Linked DNA regions of Zea mays: region 2 is linked to region 1. A link is a contact called in public Hi-C data. All regions are on one chromosome and are shown on one strand. The core of a region is the stretch at or near the end of the contact, and the rest is flanking DNA. Distances in the headings are between cores, read along the strand shown. Region 1 holds the start of LOC542342 (starch branching enzyme 3). Region 2 has its middle 49 kb from the start of LOC109943999.

Region 1 (4,252 bases), core at 488-2,987:
AATTTTTTTTAGACTGTCACGGGGGGAGAGGATCCCCACCTGATTTTCATTCAGGTCTTTTTGCCCAAAGCGACTAGAGTTTACAGCAAGCTAGCAGCATTGTAGCTAGCATAGTTACAGGGGGAGGGCGAAGCAATGATGAGATTACATAATAGGATTAGAAAACACCAACAACCAAGCACCTAATACTTGTGCCTCTTTCCTGTTGTGCCTGTACGCCCAAGCTTTTGCTTCAGAAGCGCATGAATGCAAAGTGGCCGCAAGAGTGGCCTGATCCTGACGGAAGACGACACCATTTCTGCGTTTCCACAATTGCCAGCAGCAGAGGAGGACAAAGGAGTTGAATTCTGCACCCGGAAGGCGATCAGGGCGACTGATGTTTGGCAGGTCCTGGGTGCCCAGATCATCAGCGACAGAGAATCCGATGGAGCTCCAAAATTGGCGTGCAAACGGGCAGTGGAAGATGATGTGCGAAGGAGTTTCACTGTCTTGGTTACATATTTCACAACAGTCATCATCCACAATCCCTTTTTTCTTCAGGTTCCATTTGCACTGAATTTTTCCTTGCATAACCAGCCAACAGAAGAATTGTGCCCGCGGGGGGCTTTGTTACCCCAGATGAAAGTGGTGCTAACATCACCATGCCCCAAGGACCCTTTAAGGGGAATTGTTGTACACAACAGGTTTCGCTCAAAAACTTTTTAGCCTCACTCCAATAATCAGTTTTTGGCATAAGTTTTTTAACATCCTCTTGAAGTTGCTCTTAGTAGCTAAACTTTAGCAAAAGTAAAATGTTAAACTTTAACCAGGGAAAACAAACGGGTTTAGGTTGGTGAACCAGACCTGTGTTTTCTCATGTTTAGTCACTGGTTGTGAAGTGTAAATTGTGTTTATGATAGCATGCTCCCTCTCTTGATACTATTCGACAGATTTGGAGGTGACGGGCATGTGCACGGTGCAGGCTCGCTTGCCATTTGGTGGCGTAAAAATTTCTGGCGGTAGAGTAAAGCTCGGCCGAATTGACGGTCAGGAGGAGAGCGCGACTGCTCGTAGGCCATCGTGTACCCCCGGCCGGCCCTTTTCGTCCGTTTGTTTCCTATACTGTGCGGCGATCTGGCGGGCTACCAAAGCAATCGCCGATCGAACATCCCCAGTCAACACCTGTCGACGAGCTATAGAAAAAATCTCCCTCGTATCTAGGATCAACGAGTGATTAATTAATGTATTAAACTATGCATGGGTTGCACGGCTGCACGTTTTCTGGTGTTGAATGGTAGTAGTGGCTAATTTAAATTCGTGCATTGGGCAAGACGACAGTTGACAGTGGTGAGTGAGATCTCGTTGCTATAGAGGTGATATTGTTTACAGGAAGAGGTTTTGATTTTATGAAATCGAATGTAAAATGCTGGGAATATTCGTATTGCCGAGGTTATATGCTTTCAATCCCACACAAGGGACGAGTTTATGAGAATACGCTCCATCAGTCTCTTTAAGATCTTTTTACCTGTCCTGCGGACAAGAACAGCCAAGCATTCGGCTCGACAGCGGACGCCAGGGCAGGGACGCACGGTCCACGGAGCACGAGCAAGCGCCGCCACCACGCACCAGAGACACATGAATGGGAGCGAGTAGCCGCGTGACTCCTCTCCCTTTCTTCTTCTTCTCAGAAAAAAACGGAGAGGCAGTAGCTTACGGGACTTCTACTGCTACGGGACACACTACTGTGGTAGGCGGTAGGCGACAGCGGCAGACCGCGAGGGCGCCTGCCACGGATGGCCAGGAACGCGCTCTCAGCCGTTGGTTCGCGATCTGCTGCTGCCCCACCCCAACGCCACGTCTCCGTCCGCTGCCACCTCCGGCCGTCCGGCGCGGGCGCACGGGGAAGACGACGCCCACGCTTTTCCACGGGGCCCCCACCCTGGCGCCTTTTTCCCTTTCACATCCCCATGCAGATGCAGCGCCAGTGCCTCCTTCCACCACCGCCGCACACGTTGCTCCCCCATTCCTTCCCTCCCCACTCCCCAGCCCAGCCCTGCTCACTCCCGCGGGCTAATAATATCTCACGCCGCTCGTCCTCCTCGGCCTCAGCTGCCGCCACTCCCCACACTCGCTTCCCGTGGGCTGCGCGGGTGAAGGAGCGCGCGCGTGCGTACGTACGTGCGGGTGGTTGGACTCGGATCTGCTGCTGGGTGGGGCGCGGGATGGCGTCGTTCGCTGTGTCCGGCGCGAGGCTCGGGGTCGTGCGGCCCGGCGGCTCGGCGCGATCTGGTGGGGAGCGGAGGAGTGCGGTGGACTTGCCGTCGGTGCTCTTCAGGAGGAAGGACGCTTTCTCTCGTACGGCTCTCTCGCTCGCTCGCTTCCCCCTCCCCCTCTATTCTTAGTCGGCTGGTCGCCGGCTCTCCTCGCTTTTCTCCCTCTGCGCTTGTGTGCCGTTTGTGCTGGCCTGGATCCTGAGTGGTTCTGGTTCTCATACGCGCACGCATATTTTTTTTCTTATTCCTATGTCTGCATTTCGACCAGTGGAAGCCATCGAGCGCGGTTCCTAAACTCGGATCCTGCATTTTGTTGCGGCGATATGCGTTAGTGTTACCAGTTGCTGCAGCGATACTTCCAATTTCTGTGCCGATGGGTTTCCTCGTTTTCTTCTTATTTTGTTTCCTCGTCGTCGCAGCCTGCAAATTGGTGGTTTCTTGGTTCTTATCAGTGGAGCTCGCTTTGGAATTTGCAGGCACCGTTCTGAGCTGCGCTGGTGCTCCTGGAAAGGTACTGGTGCCTGGAGGTGGCAGTGATGACTTGCTTTCCTCCGCAGAGCCGGTCGTGGACACTCAACCTGAAGAACTACAGGTTCGATTGTCCCCTTCTGTGCCTCCATGGTACAAATGTCCAAATGTCTGATGAAATCAAGTTTGGGTTTCAGCCTTTGCACTTTCATATCAGGCATTGTGCAAAGCCTCGTGAATTGTTGGTTAGGGCACCGTGCTGGTTCTTGGGCTACTGACATTGTTAGCTTGTGATCCCACCTACACCTAGCAAGAAGATCACTAAGGAATACACCATTGGTTATTTCTGTTGTTCTACACAAAACTTATCTATTTCTTTGCTGTAGATACCTGAAGCAGAACTGACTGTGGAGAAGACATCCTCCTCACCAACTCAAACAACATCAGCAGTGGCTGAAGCAAGCTCAGGAGTTGAGGCTGAGGAGAGGCCTGAGCTCTCAGAAGTGATTGGAGTTGGAGGTACTGGTGGAACCAAAATTGATGGTGCAGGCATCAAAGCCAAAGCACCACTCGTGGAGGAGAAACCACGAGTTATCCCACCACCAGGAGATGGCCAACGAATATATGAGATTGACCCAATGTTGGAAGGGTTTCGGGGTCACCTTGACTACCGGTAAGCTGTTACTTCTGTTTAGCGCTGAGCTAAACTGCTGAAATTACGGTCTGCTCTTAGTGGGATTATTCATCATGGTTTTGTGGATGTATTAGAAAGCATTTTGGAATTAATGACTGAAAAACTTAATTTCTAGATTTTAAACTATAAAATTCACCATATATTATTTTTATCTCTGTTTATCATTTATCATTATTCAAACAGAGCAACTAAACTGATAAGAATGTGTAACTGGTACGTGGGGTGTGTAATTTACTCTGTCGATTCGCCAACAATTAGACAATTTAAGCTCCAATATTTGTTGCTTTTGTTGGGAAAAGTGCAACTTCGACATTTTTGCTTGGTTTGCCTTTGTGGATTCAACAGATACAGTGAATATAAGAGATTACGTGCGGCTATTGATCAACATGAAGGTGGTTTGGATGCATTTTCACGCGGTTACGAAAAGCTTGGATTTACTCGCAGGTAAATGTAAAGCCATATGACTATGTTCTTTTTAGTAAATCATGCATCTTATGAGCAAATACTGATTACTGTTTCCCCCTTCCTTTTCCAGCGCTGAAGGTATCACTTACAGAGAATGGGCTCCTGGAGCATACGTATGTTCTCCACAAGTTTGGCAGTCACCTTTTAAACACATGATAGTGTTCATGATTCACTTGTTACCTTGTGCGCAATACAGACAGATAGTTTACACGAATATCACGATTCTCTTCAAAGCTATAGTTTATCTTCCTGATCAACTCATTAAGATTTAAGAACGGGTTCTTACATCTTACTGCAGTCTGCAGCATTAGTAGGTGACTTCAACAACTGGAACCCAAATGCTGATGCTATGGCCAGAGTATGTCTACAGTTC
Region 2 (4,343 bases), core at 1,748-4,247, 170 kb before region 1:
TTGCTCTACCGAGCAAGATGATCCAACGGGGGAGTGAAAGTAATAAAAACAAGGTTTTAGCTCAGGAAGGCAATTGCTCTGTTAATCTAGCCTCTTAAGGGCACTGTGCGGGGGTATTTATAGGTGCCTGAGTACCCAGCGTCTTGGATTAAGGACGCATGTGCCCTCAGGAGCCTAGGTCATCCCCGGAATATTCCCATAAAGCAAGGTTACAGACTGTCATTATAGAAAAGCCTTTGCAAATCAGGCCCGTAATACACTCAGCCGCGCGGGGCCTGTTACAATGGGCCGAATTCCACGTGGGCCTTCGTGTTGGACGAGGACGCGAGACGGAGCGACCTCGTCGTAGGCCTTCGTCTTGCAGCGTGTTGGACGAAGGGTGGAAACTGCCGGTCGCTTCCCTCCGTTGGTGCGGCGAGATCGGCGAAGGCATCGAGCGAAGGGTAGCGTCTTCACCTTCGCCCCAACACTCCTCGGCCTCGGGATTTTTTGCTATAATTCATCGGACACTCTCGGACCAATCATCAAACAATTTGGTGATATTTGGCAACGATTACTTCAAACTTCGGCTAGGATCCAACGGTCGAATTGGCTCACCAAACGGATATGAGCATGAGCATAGGGTCTATTTAAACTTGTGTCATTGGGCCATTTCTAGTTATTTTGGTGATTAATTGTGCATCACACTACATTGGACTAACCACTTGGATATGAGCATGAGCACAGGGTCTAGCAAAAGGAAGTTAAAGGCAACAATTCCATATGAGCTGAACTGAAGGGCCAAAAGTGCAACTTTGAGGAAACCAACATAAACATGAGGTTTAAGTGTTTGGATAACTTGCACACACCCTACTCTATGTTTCTAGCACTTTGTTTTGGCTAATAACTCCATTTTGCAAAGAAAGTGCTTTTTGGACTTAGTTCCATGCATATTGCAAATCCTGGTGAAACTAAGGAGAAAATGTATGTTTCCTACACTTAGCAATTAGATTAAGTGCTATCTATGGTTGTCTAAGTCGTAGAGAAGCTACCAAGAAGAGCCAAAAGAAGTTAGAGAAGTTTGTCTCAAAAGAGCCAAAGATGTGCTGATTTGGGCAGCACCGGGCAGTCCGGTGTGCACGGGACAGCCCGGTGGACAGTACGACCAAACTCCTCGGCCTCGGGATTTTTTGCTATAAGTCATGGGACGGTCTCGGTCCAATCATCAGACAATTTGGTGATATTTGGCAACGATTACTTCAAACTTCGACTAGGATCCAACAATCGAATTGACTCACCGAACGGTCTGTTGCCAGCATCGGACAGTCTGGTGCCCCGCCTGAATAGAAAAGGAGCAATAAGCGGATTCAGTGATCGTTCTTGTGCGTTGTCCTGTGCTGAAAGTGCATCTAGCCCTTTTATCGGTTTTCGTGATTTGGATAAAAACAATCGTAAAGGACTAATCAGTTTGCTAAGTGTTGATGAGGAAAGTAGAAAAAGCAATCATGGTTGAAAATGGTCAAGAGACAAGGATTGATATGAAAATGTCTCATATACATGGATTGTTCATGATATAAAAGTATAAAGGATCAACATCAAACAATGATAAGGAAATCATATAAGGCCATTTGGATATATGGAGATGGGATATTCCATGAAGATCAAAAGTCAAAAGATCATCTATCAGATAATTAGACATCAAAGGATTCAATATACACTCAAGAGGTATGGCTTAAGGAAAGCTTGATCAAGTGGAGAAGCAAGTTCTTGCATTTAGTCAAGTGTAACACCCAAAATCACATTTTGGTGACTTAGAGAGTTCTCCAAAGATTTGAGAATAAAATGACTTCCAATAATGATTCCTTTATGAGGCATATCTCTCTAAAGTAATTAAATAATAATAGTAATATGTTGATATTCAAAAACTTAGATCCAAATCTTAAAGATTAAAAGTTGGAGAAATAAATAAAAAGAAACACTTTCAATCTATTTATTTCTTTTACAAATTTATGATTAAGATAATCTTTAAAAATATTTGAACCAAAACAATTCATCGTAAAGATTTTATACTCTCCTAAACTATATAAACATTAAAACTTGAATGAATCCTAAATCAGATTTTGCATTCAAAATAATGGAATTCTTTATGATAAATAATGTTGCAAGCAAATTACCTAAAATGATGGGAATGAAATAATTAATATAAAAATATATCTCTAAAAATATCGCATCTCATGCTAATTTCTTTGTTTGTTGTATTTAAACTTGTGTTTGAATTCAAAACCAAAGTCGAATTTGAACTTGAACTAAAATTAGAAAGCTAGAAACAGAAAAAAGGAAATAGAAAGAAACTTACCCTGCACTCGCGGGCCACTCTTACCTGTCTAGCCCAGTATCAGCATGGCTTCCTCGTTTCCTCTCACGGCCCACCTCTTCGTCTACCAGCCCAACCAGCACACACTGACGGCTAGGACTCCTCTATCAGTCCTCGCGTCCGCACGTCGTGCACACACTCGCCCTAGGCTCACCAACATGCGAGGACCACGATTCAGTCCCGTGTGTCGCGTGGGCCCCGCAGGTCGGGTTTACCCCCTAGCTCACGCCAAAAATGCCAACAGAATAGCAACAACACCATCCCCCTAAAAACCCCCGTGTCAGCCATCGCAATCCGGTATTGCCTCCATGGTATAAGGCTATCCGCAACCGTTACACTTAAATTTTTTCCTATATATCACTGTTCCCTCTATTTTTCCTCCTAATTTTTCATCTCTCGCAGCGGTTCCTCCTAAATACTCCCCTATACCCCACTACAACTATAAAATATCATTTTCTATATCAACTATCAAATTTTTTATCTACTAACAATTACTCGTGGACCCACAACACATTATTTAGGGTGATGAACAGTAATACGCTAGATCTGGGGGGAGAGAAGGGGGGCGACGCGTAGGGTGCGCTGTAGGGGCACCGCTGCGGCCGTGGGGTGCCCCCTACAACCGGCATAAAGGGGAGAGGGATGGCTAGCGTTTACCGCTGCGCACAACCTAAGAATCAAGGTCTGCAATGCCCTCGCCATCCACCCATAGGCCCCCACATCGAGTAGAAAAGGGTGCAAAGCCAGGGGAGAGATCCGCAATGAGGGAAAATCGGGTTGCTGTGGGCGGTTGGGCATCTGAGGGTCCCAGTGTGCTTCGTCGGTGGACAACGATCACGTCTGTAGTCTCATCAGGCGGCAACAGCGATCTGTGGGGCACCGATTTCTCACCGGAGGGCGGGCTTCGTCGCCTTGCTGCTGTGTCGCATGGGTGGAGTTAGAGATGTCAATTGGAAATTTCTCACCGGATTATAGCATCACAGATGCATTCCCATCATGCTTATACTTTCTCATACCCATCTCCATACCCATCATGGGTGCAAAACTCATCCCATCCTCATTCGGATTTCGGGTCCCCAATGGGTCCCCATCCCCAATTAAGGGATAACTAGGTACTAACAGCTGGCGCAAACTATCCAGATTTTAGACATCACCACATCGATGAGCACTCATCCATGAACCATGATTCATTCATCCATCATAAAAGAAATCAGTACTTCGGGACCGATAAAAGAAATGGAGAAATGACGTCTGCTCACCTTCCTTGGTCACCATCTAAGTTGGTTGGCGCCTAAGAATCCATGGTCGTCACTGTCGTCCTAGTCTCCTAGCAGTCGGCGATGCTCCTCGTCGCTGGTGAAGTCGCTAGTGTGCAGTGCTAGTGCAACTGTCTAGGCGTGCGACGGTTGGCCGGCTAGACAGGCGTAGCATATGGCTGGTTATTTTAGGCTTTTGTTTTTTGCTAATCTGCTAGTTGCCTTGTCGTGTTGCCTTGTTGGACTAGGACATGGGGCCTGGTGCGCTGTCATGCTGGGCTTGGTGGCCGGCTCGACCTTAACTCATTCATACAAATAGAACAGTTGTACACGTATGAAATACCCATGGGTAATCGGGTTCGGATTATTGATTTCCAAACTCATACCCGTTTACCCAATGGGTAAAGATTTTGTCCCATATCCATACCCGTGGGGACAATTTTTGTCTCTTACCCGTACCCTAATAGGGAAATTTCCCACGAGTTAGCAGGTATCGGGTCCTCATTGACATCTCTAGGTGGAGTCCACTGCAGTCCAATCGCTTGTAATTCGGCCACCAGCATGTTCTCTCCGTTTTCACGGTACCGCGCGCAGGCTAGTGCATCGGGTCGGGATTGGGCGAGTCAACGACGATCTTACGCCGTGGGGTGGGCGACACCGTCGCCTGATATCGACAGGAGAGGGAGAAGTCACGTCCACCATTGATCCCATGTTAGACGGTTGTGATTAGATCG

The links. A called contact is a pair of places that touch in the nucleus more often than the background predicts.
Region 2: a contact with region 1 is called in a Hi-C map of bundle sheath, with 2.6 times the contacts expected there. The contact joins the enhancer-like site here to the promoter of LOC542342 in region 1. A contact is called at or near these places in 3 of 25 Hi-C or Micro-C datasets (bundle sheath, leaf mesophyll and tassel).

The regions. Positions count from the first base shown.
Region 1 is chr2:60,602,318-60,606,569 of Zm-B73-REFERENCE-NAM-5.0, forward strand. LOC542342 (starch branching enzyme 3) reads left to right here and starts at 1,738. Exons shown (of 22, transcript XM_008671244.2): 1 at 1,738-2,334; 2 at 2,729-2,844; 3 at 3,107-3,393; 4 at 3,760-3,858; 5 at 3,950-3,992; 6 at 4,178-4,237. The coding sequence starts at 1,773.
Region 2 is chr2:60,430,679-60,435,021 of Zm-B73-REFERENCE-NAM-5.0, forward strand. No RefSeq gene overlaps it. Among protein-coding and RNA genes, the nearest start is that of LOC109943999, 49 kb to the right of the region's middle. Within about 2 kb of position 2,998, at least 16 of the 20 cell types and tissues checked have an H3K27ac peak or open chromatin away from gene starts, as enhancers often do. A contact at or near this core is called in bundle sheath, leaf mesophyll and tassel, where this site is marked.